Linked DNA regions of Mus musculus: all the other regions are linked to region 1. The links are chromatin contacts, called in public HiChIP or PLAC-seq maps. All regions are on one chromosome and are shown on one strand. Each heading gives the region's core, a stretch centred on a gene start, on an enhancer-like site or on the middle of the called end of the contact. The rest is flanking DNA. Distances are from core to core; before and after follow the strand shown.

Region 1 (2,919 bases), core at 132-2,631:
AAGCCTAAAGACAATTTTAAAAGAAATATCCTAGAATGGGCGAGCTATATCATATACTATATCAGAAGAGGAGTCTGAAAGGAGAAGGAAAAGAGGCCATGTCATTTGAGTTAAACTGTCCAAGGATGTCAGCCACATAGTGAGGAGGAGAGCTTTAGAGAAAGAATGAAGCCCAAGGCATTAGTGAATGCATGCTTCGGAAAAAAAAAAAAAAAAGGAAAGGAGAAAAGGAAAAAAGTTATGCTCTTTTAGAAAATTTCATGGACATTCACATAAAGCATCAGGTCTGCTCTCTCTAAGAGACTGAGGTGGGATGCCTGAGAAGTGAACACACACTATCTCACTTTTTACAGGGTTATTATACTGCCTAGGTCCACAGCATTGCTTCCCATGAGCCTGCCTTCCTAGTGGTGGTCCTACATTAGGAGTGATCCCTTGGCCAGGTGATTGACTAGTCCAACTGCGCATGTCAAGTTTCCACCCAGGCCAGGGACTTCATTCTCTTCACCAGAAGGACTTTGCTATACCTTCATGGGCCTTCACTGTTTCAGTGGCACTTCTGGCTTAAAAAATCTAGACGGCCAGAGGGCAAGAATCTTTCATGATAACGTTCAGAACAGGAGTAAGAGTTTGCCCCTAGATATGTCTAAACCTTGCTGATCTAGTAAAATTCAACTTTGAGAGTCCACCATGGTTTTATGCATCTGCCTTCTCTGCCTTTCTTTGAAAGCATTTGTAAGGATCTTGCAATATCATTTTAATGAGGTTCTGTAAAGTGACTACCCATTAAGAGGTTATTAAGGCCTTTTCAGGGAGAGTATATAAAATAAGCATGCAGAAGAGGAGGAATCATTAAGTCTGGAAGGGAGAAACTCAAAATGCTGAGAAAAGAAGCCTAAGCAAAGACAGTGTGGAGTGACTGCCAGCCATGGATCAGTCATGTCCAGTGAATAGAGACTTCCTGCCACGTGTAAGCGCAGCAGGAAATGGAGCATCAGGGAAGATCTTGTTAGTCCTAAAGTCACCAGAGCCTTCCTATTCCTTTTCAGCTTTTGGTGACCTACTGAGCTCTGATGGAAGTGTTTTTGACTAAGGTGGACTCTCTCAGGACTGCTCCATCTTTACTCCCTGAATTGTGGTTTTTACATTTCTATCCTTTCTTCCTTGGGCTTTTGTGAGGGACAAAGTACTTGACAGGACACTGAATTCCTAGCGCTAATATTAAATCTTTCAAAGAAAAAGGTGAGACCCTCCCTTTGTCCTCTTCCCTCCCCCTCAGCTAACATTTTGTCCAGCTTCTTTGTCTGGCTGCAGAGGATCGGCGAGAGCTGCTGACAATTGCTTAGTCACAGTGCATACTTAACCAGTTGCCACATAGTTTCTGATTACATTATTGATAACACTGATAATAGCAGTAGTCACAGCAACTCACTCCATACTTCACATTCAATGAACAGCTCTAAGCATTGGAACTGCAGTCTAAGCCCTACGATGTAAGCGCTGTTGTGACAACATCATTTTAATGCTATGTCCACATACCAGAATAACAGTAGTAGGTCCTCTGCTAAGGATATGGCTTCTATTTTACAGATAATTAAGTTGAGGCAGTGGGTTGGGGATGGTGTAAAGTAATTTACTGAAATTGCACAGCCAGAAAGTGGTAGAGCCTAGTTTTGAACCTGGCTGGATTGTTGTTTAGCAAAAGTATGGAAACAGTTTGCATAATAAAAGCAAAAAATATACTACATGCAAGATGGGGTACCCTTGAATAACCCCACTTTTTGATAACCAAGCATTGAATCTTTTACGATATTCTTGCCACATGCTGAGTTGACTTAACAGTTGTAGTTGTTTTTACTCTTCTTTTAATGTAACTTATATTTTCTACACTAACATTTTATGAATTGTGAGCTATATATTTTTTTTGGCCCTTAACTTATTTTCCCAATCCAGATGGCACCTTATGAGACTGCCAAAATACATAAGAACCATACTAATATCAACATCTCATTTTATAAGGAAAAATACCCCTCCATTTTAAAAGCTCATCCATTCAAAATCTGGAAGCTTAAATCTGTAGGTATTCAAGAACTTCACCTGTTGGTCATCAGAGAAGCAGAGTCTCTTAAAGGAGAGTGAGAATTCCCTTTCTTTTTCTATGCTCAGAAGGCTCCAGAGAGCATGTCCCAGCAGGTGTTATCAGTAGCAATTAAACTGCGAAGCAATTAAGTGGTCCTTCTGCATAGCTGCAGAAGAGTTCAGTGCAATCCTAGGAGAGTGGAAGAACACCTGATGATCGAGTTCTGGCACTGCAAGCAACAAGAAGTCATTCACTGTTATTTGTAGCCACTCGAAGGTACTCATCAAATCATTCCAACAATTATGAAGAGATCCAAGAGCAATCTGTGGTTCCTAGCTCTAGAGAAAGAGACAGGAGCTGGTGTCACTGTGCTCTCGAGGAATTTATAATCCAAAAGAGGAAAGCAGAAAAGTAAGGAAAAATATCATAGGTGCAATGGCTGCAGCATGGGTGGCTGGAGAGAGATGGTGGTCGACTATAGGATGTGCTTGAAGGTTTCTTGGCATAGTAGTCACCTGAACTGAGTTTTGAAAGATTCGTTTGTTTTCAAGGTGGAACACTTAGTAAAAAGTACAATGTTAAAGAGGTGAAGGTGACACCAGGGATGGCAAGTTCTTAGGTGTCCCTGGAGCACAGTGGTCATTTTACCCTAGAGCTCACTTTCTCTACTGCTTGCCTGTCTTGGCTTGTCAAATCAGACGGCCAGACCTGCGCTTATCTCTTTGGAATTGCAGGAAGCAATGAAGCATCCAAAGTCTCAGAGATCATGTCTCTGAAGCCTAGTTACTTGAGGGAGGGCTTTACAAGATTGGTGGAAAATACAAAAGGAGTTTAGGAAA
Region 2 (2,919 bases), core at 120-2,619, 210 kb before region 1:
GAAGAAAAAAAAAAAAAAAAAAAGGACCAGCAGGGAATTGTATTGTCAAGGACAGCAATGACCCAAGAAGAAACAATAGCTCATAGGTTTCTAAGGCAACAGGAGTCACTTGAGGTCAAGATGGCTAAGATGCTTGCCTTGGTTAATTCTCTGTTTCATTGTAGTATAGAGGTAGGTGCCATGCTTATGCTTTCTGCTCTAAGGTGCAGTGTTTCAGCATTTTGTCCAGAATCTCTGACTACTCATTGTGGAGTTAGGTCATGGACCTACTGAGTCTTGTATGATCTAGCTTGGAACCATTTTTTATGGTATAGCTCGAAAGCTCCTATCCCAATATTCACATTATCTACTTCAGAGAAGGGGTTCCTTCTTTCCTTTATGTTATGCTTAGGTCTTGATGTCTCTTCAAGCAACTCAGAGATCTTCAACTTCATTGTTTAGTGACACTACTCACCTCACTATCAGAATCCACCCATTCACAAGAACATCATGCCATGATCCTAATTGAACTCCATTTTGTGCTATTGGAGTCGCTTATGAAGTGGAACCATCTTGAAGTTCAGAAAAAAGCTCCTGGGGACTGCTAAGGATGCAGAGTCAAAGCCTGGCAAAGGCTGCCTCTCATCTTCAGAACTCTTGATGCCTATCTCCTAAATATCCTCTCGTTGTGTGGATATCCGGTGTGCATCTCAGCACTGAGCCCTCTCAACTTGGCCAATAAATGGAGCTATGCTTTTCTGCTACTACTGACCTTGATGTCTGTGAGAGGAACTCAGGTGCTCAGACAAAAATAGTCTGACTCCTTTAGATATAACATGGATCGAATGTACAAGAATTGAGCAAGAAATTTAATTCACCCGTGCAATCGTGTTATTTTTAGTAAAATAGAAAATCATTATAGTACCTGTGTCATTTGGCTACAATAAAACATACATGAGATAATGTGTAAAAGGCACTTTGAAAATTGTCTGATTCATAGTGAAGCACTGATAAACAGTAACTTTTATTATTGTGAGATGGTTGGCAGAAGGAGAAAATGCAAAGTGACACCCTCCCCCATTATGCTTTAGGGACATTGTAAGATTAGAATTCTTGAGATACCATTCACTGCCTTAACAGGTCCCTTTCTCTGTATATAATCAAAAAAATAAAGAAATAAAAATCAAACCAAAACACCCCCCCCAAGAGCCCCACTCCCCAGATCTTCCAGATTAAACATGAAAGACTAAATATGGCACCTACAGTTGGGTGGGTACAAAGCAGCGACCCAACTAACAACAGTAATTTCCTGGGAGCTGTCATGGCAACTCACCCTTGATGCACTGGTGCTGAGTCCACTGTATCTGTGAATGCTAGTCTGAGTCATACTGCCAAATAAGGTCTGGTTTACTGCTTTCACCTTCGCCAGCAGAAAACATGCATGGCACTCTGGACAGACACACCTCATCCTGGGCTTTGTTTCGTCTTCACTTGTGAGCCTGGCTTTCTTCCCGTTTGTCTGAGAGTCTACTCTGCTCCTAAATAATGTGTTTTGTAGCTTGGACTCTCTGACTTATACCTTTTCTCAAAATCTAAACCACTGTTTATGAAAAATAGCAGATGTAAACTCGTCCTCTAATAGACTTGCCCCATCCCTCTAATAATGAAGAACTTTTTAGAGTGGGGACGTTGCTCAGTCAGTAATGCATTCACTACACAAGCAAGATGACCTTAATTAGATCCCTAGAAACCATATAAAAAAATCTACACGTGGTGTCACTCACTTGTAATCCCAGCTCTGGAAAGGGAAAGAGAAGTGAATCCCTGTCAATCATGGGTCAGCCACCCTGCCTTATTCAGGGAATTCCAGGCCACTTTTACAAACAAAAATGGTTGGTCCTTTGATCTTAATACTCAAGAGACAGAGGCAGGTGGAGTCTCTGTGAGTCTAAGACTAGATAGGACTATGAAGGCAGTTGCAAGCCAGTCATGGTCACACAGTAAGATACTGTCTCAAACAAAACAAACAAGACAAGACAAAACAAAGCACTAAAGCACTTGAGGAACTATATCTGAGGATGGTCTCCAGTGTCTGAAGCCATGTACATACAGACACACTACACCCACCTCTACACACATGGCAGTACTGACTAAAAGACCTCCTCATCCCAAGATCCTAGGTGCACTGTGGACAAAAGCTCTCAACCTAGTTCCTGATGTGGATGGCTTCAGCAGAAGAAAGCTCCTGTGGCCACTGTCAAGTCAGGTGCCTTGTGTCTAATGACTGATCAATGTAGGCATAAAAAAAGATTCATCCCAACGCACAGCCAGGAAAGCTCAACAGGGACAACCCCACCTCAGAACGCCCTGTCTTGCTGGCTGATTGCTTCACTTGATGGTACTGAAGCTCCTCTCCTCAACACTGCTTCCTCAAATTTCTTCTCAGAGTGGCTGTTTCTAAACCCTCTTAAGTAAATCTCTCATCCAGTGACCGCCATCGCACAGTTGGCCTCGGGGTGATCCCAAACTCTGACATATATAGAGTCTGCTTTTAAAAGAATAATAAACTTGTCTTTCCCATCTGGTTAATGACAGAGTATATTTTCCTGAATATTTCCTAAGATCTATTTTTGCTAGCAGAAACCAATGGGCTTCGCTACGGCTCTTACCGAGCTTTGTGACTGTACATTGTATGTTTTCACTTCCCGTTTGGTTTCCCCTCTCTCCCACACACTTCTTTCTGGTCCCCCAGCCTCACCCCAAATAGCTCCTCTTCCCGATTTCGTGACATTTATTTGATTATCTCTTCTTGGTCCCCTCTCTCCCTCATCTTTAATCTTACTCCTCCTCTCTTTCTTTCCTTCATGTCCTACACACACACAAACACAGATCTAGATTCAATACATGCCATTTGTCTTTCTGAATGTGACTTACTTTGTT
Region 3 (2,919 bases), core at 144-2,643, 150 kb before region 1:
ATTACAAAGTAGCAAAGCAAATATGTGAGCTCTGTCAATAGAGGCGGAGCCGGGGATCCTCTCACGTGCAAAGTACACTGGCTTGTACAATGTCACAGTTGTGCCTCTGCATCAGTAAAGACTAAGTTTATGTTCATAAGCATACTTTGGACTTTAAAGAGAATGAGCATTTGATCTTAAGAGTTTTCTATGTAATGGCTAAATTTTTAAGAAGTATTGCATTAAAAGGGGACACGTTGCATCTCCTTAGGAAACGTATTTCTGTGGGACACCTCATTGCCTAACCGTGGATAAGTGAGGGCTACCATCCTTAATGATTTGTCAGTCCTCTGCCAGTACATTTCTCTCCTGCTCGTATTACTTCAGTTATCGTTTTTTTCTAAAATGGAGTGCTGGTTAAAAAGTGTAGTGTAGTAGTGTCTCTGGGCAAAATGAGTCATTACTATGGTATGTGCCAACGCTTTCAATAGTTTCCATAAATGTCATTTGCAAAACAAATATTATAAGTTGAACGTGGCTAAATGGTACTCAGTTCATCTAAGAGACTCACCGCCCCTCCTGCCTTACTTATTAGTTCTCCGTAGGATAATTTCAGAGGGACTATCTCAATAAGTGTTTAGACTAAACACATTTTCAGGATTAATTCCACAATTTCAGTAGCAGATGCCTTTTTTCCACAAGGGAAAGTGCAAATGAACACTTCATTATTTGCAAACCACAAATGTTCCCTTCCGTAGTAAATGCAACTTACTATTTAAGGATTTCACAGCACAGTGAATTTTCTTTCCGTCATTGTCCAGCAAAGTCCCATGATAGACACAGCCAAAATGCCCTATTGAAAAAGAGAACTTGCTAGAGTTAAACTGACTTTATGCAATAATTATTTATTAAGCCTTTTTTTCTGTAAGACAAAAAAAATGGTACATTGCTTATGACACTTTGATTAACAACATCACTCTGTGTGGTACAAGTGTGAGATATAAATATAGATGCATTACACTTCTCTCCATGCTATAAGCAATGTGATTATTTAATATATGGTGCAAATTGTAGTAATATGGCTTCTTTTAAACGTTAATATACCAAAGTATCAAGTCATTGGGGTATCACTGGACACAATAATAGCTTCTGCATGAAAGGAAATATATTATATTAAGGATAAAATAATATTAAAGAAAACATGTAAATAATTTTATCCACTTGAATACGTGTAAAATATGTCCTCTATAGTCTAGTAACTGATTATAAATAATGTATTATAGAGTTAGGGTTTCCCCTGTTAGTCACTGGTTAATATGTAAGCCACTTTGGCAGGGATCAAAAGACAGTTGCCCAAATGGAGCAGATTCCCAGTGACTCACTTCATACATTTCCCTCTGACTTTAACCACTCATTTCCCCAATAGCAGCCTCTCAACAGAGGCGGCAGTAATTTCTCCCAGAGGTGCCAAGTGTCTGACGGCTGTGTAAGTCATTTAATTAATTCATGGACTTCGGCAAGCTGTCCTGAGTGCTTACTATATGAGGTATGGGGCTATCCTCTGTGACTTACACAAAGATGAATATAATAAAAGCCATGCTCATGAGTGGTCACAATTTTCCATGTGTGTGTGTGTGTGGGGGGGCATATAAACAAACAGTAGTTAATACTGATAGTTTCTTAATGACTGTGACTTGGGAGAAATTATCACCATGTTATCACCTTTCATTAAAAAAAAGTCCTGATTTTACAACACGTAGAGTGAGTATTGGCTTACAGAGAATTCCACTAGGCTCCTCCCAGGGACGTAGGATCTAGCAACAGCTTACATCATCACCTATAGCCATGTATAAGGCTGATATATAAGAGGAATGCTCGCACCCCACACCCCAGGTCTCTCTCTCTCTCTCTCTCTCTCTCTCTCTGTCCCCATCTGTTCCTGGAAGGCTTTTGCCCAATATTAAAACTTCCTTTTATGTGAGGCCTGCTGTCACTTGGCGTGGTTGTTCGGGGTGACGTCTAGGCACAGGCCCACCGAGATGCTCCCTCCCTCTCCATTACACTGCTGTTTTATAAAATACAACAGTGAGAATATAACCAGTGAGACTATATCTCCAATACTGGACCACTTACTGGAGTTACAGGCCAGCAATATAACCCAATCATACACTCGTGCACAGAGGCCCCTTTTCAGGAAGAAACAACGTAGATACTCAGCTCTGGATGCTCAGAAGGACCAGTGTTCACGTACCGCCACCCTGTCACTTTCTCCTGCACCACCCTGGCAAATGCCTATGCAACCTCTTTAGAGCATTTAAAATAGGAGTAGCCCAACCCGAAGCCACTACGTTTAAAAGGATTTTACAGTAGATTTTATCTCATGGCTTCTGGTTGGTTTCTCTTCCTGACAAATATTTCCTCCAATAGTGTTAATGTTTGAAGTTATCGATGCTCTGGCTAGCTTCTTGCAAATAGTCATTTTTTGTGTGTGAAGAAATTGGAGTGCATTGTGGAGATGATATATGTTGCCTTAGATTAGGGGAGGGCTATAAATTCCCCGTATCCTGATGCTGTCCAGCAGTGTACAAGCCGCTATAGACTAGATTTTGTTACAGCTCTCAGGATAAAGTAAGATTGAAGAGATAAAGGAGTGAAAAAACTGGCATGATTTTCCCCCAAGACACTGTAGTTACTGTGAGAAATATGAGGGAGAAATGGGGTCTTCTCTCCTGTGATAATATCCAAATGATTCCACGCACAGGGCAGTCTCCATGACTATGACTTTTCATGTCTGTATTTCTGCAGGACAAAACTCGTTATCAGGCTCTGTCAGGAGCCCTCAGCATTGTCTAAATTCCTAATCTGCAAAACAGGAGATAAATGGCTTACTGGAAAACTGTACTTAACAGAGAACTGATGGAAATACTTACCTCTTCCTAT

The links. HiChIP or PLAC-seq counts read pairs in DNA pulled down with a chosen protein or histone mark.
Region 2: a contact with region 1 is called in an HNF4G HiChIP or PLAC-seq map of pancreatic cancer cells. The contact joins two enhancer-like sites. A contact is called at or near these places in 2 of 484 Hi-C or Micro-C datasets (embryonic fibroblasts and nephron progenitors), 4 of 115 datasets of contacts at active chromatin or transcription factors (bone marrow-derived dendritic cells, bone marrow-derived macrophages and pancreatic cancer cells) and 1 of 9 other capture datasets (bone marrow-derived macrophages).
Region 3: a FOXA1 HiChIP or PLAC-seq map of pancreatic cancer cells shows a contact between it and region 1. The contact joins two enhancer-like sites. A contact is called at or near these places in 1 of 484 Hi-C or Micro-C datasets (nephron progenitors), 1 of 115 datasets of contacts at active chromatin or transcription factors (pancreatic cancer cells) and 2 of 9 other capture datasets (adipose tissue and liver).

Annotation. Positions count from the first base shown.
Region 1 is chr6:17,401,738-17,404,656 of GRCm38.p6, reverse strand. No RefSeq gene overlaps it. Among named protein-coding and RNA genes, the nearest start is that of Gm46953, 21 kb to the right of the region's middle. Within about 2 kb of position 1,381, at least 12 of the 459 cell types and tissues checked have an H3K27ac peak or open chromatin away from gene starts, as enhancers often do. A contact at or near this core is called in pancreatic cancer cells, where this site is marked.
Region 2 is chr6:17,611,306-17,614,224 of GRCm38.p6, reverse strand. No RefSeq gene overlaps it. Among named protein-coding and RNA genes, the nearest start is that of Capza2, 24 kb to the left of the region's middle. Within about 2 kb of position 1,369, at least 75 of the 459 cell types and tissues checked have an H3K27ac peak or open chromatin away from gene starts, as enhancers often do. A contact at or near this core is called in pancreatic cancer cells, where this site is marked.
Region 3 is chr6:17,553,460-17,556,378 of GRCm38.p6, reverse strand. Met (met proto-oncogene) reads right to left here. Exons shown (of 22, transcript NM_008591.2): 16 at 2,910-2,919; 17 at 752-832. Among named protein-coding and RNA genes, the nearest start is that of Gm52893, 13 kb to the right of the region's middle. Within about 2 kb of position 1,393, at least 40 of the 459 cell types and tissues checked have an H3K27ac peak or open chromatin away from gene starts, as enhancers often do. A contact at or near this core is called in pancreatic cancer cells, where this site is marked.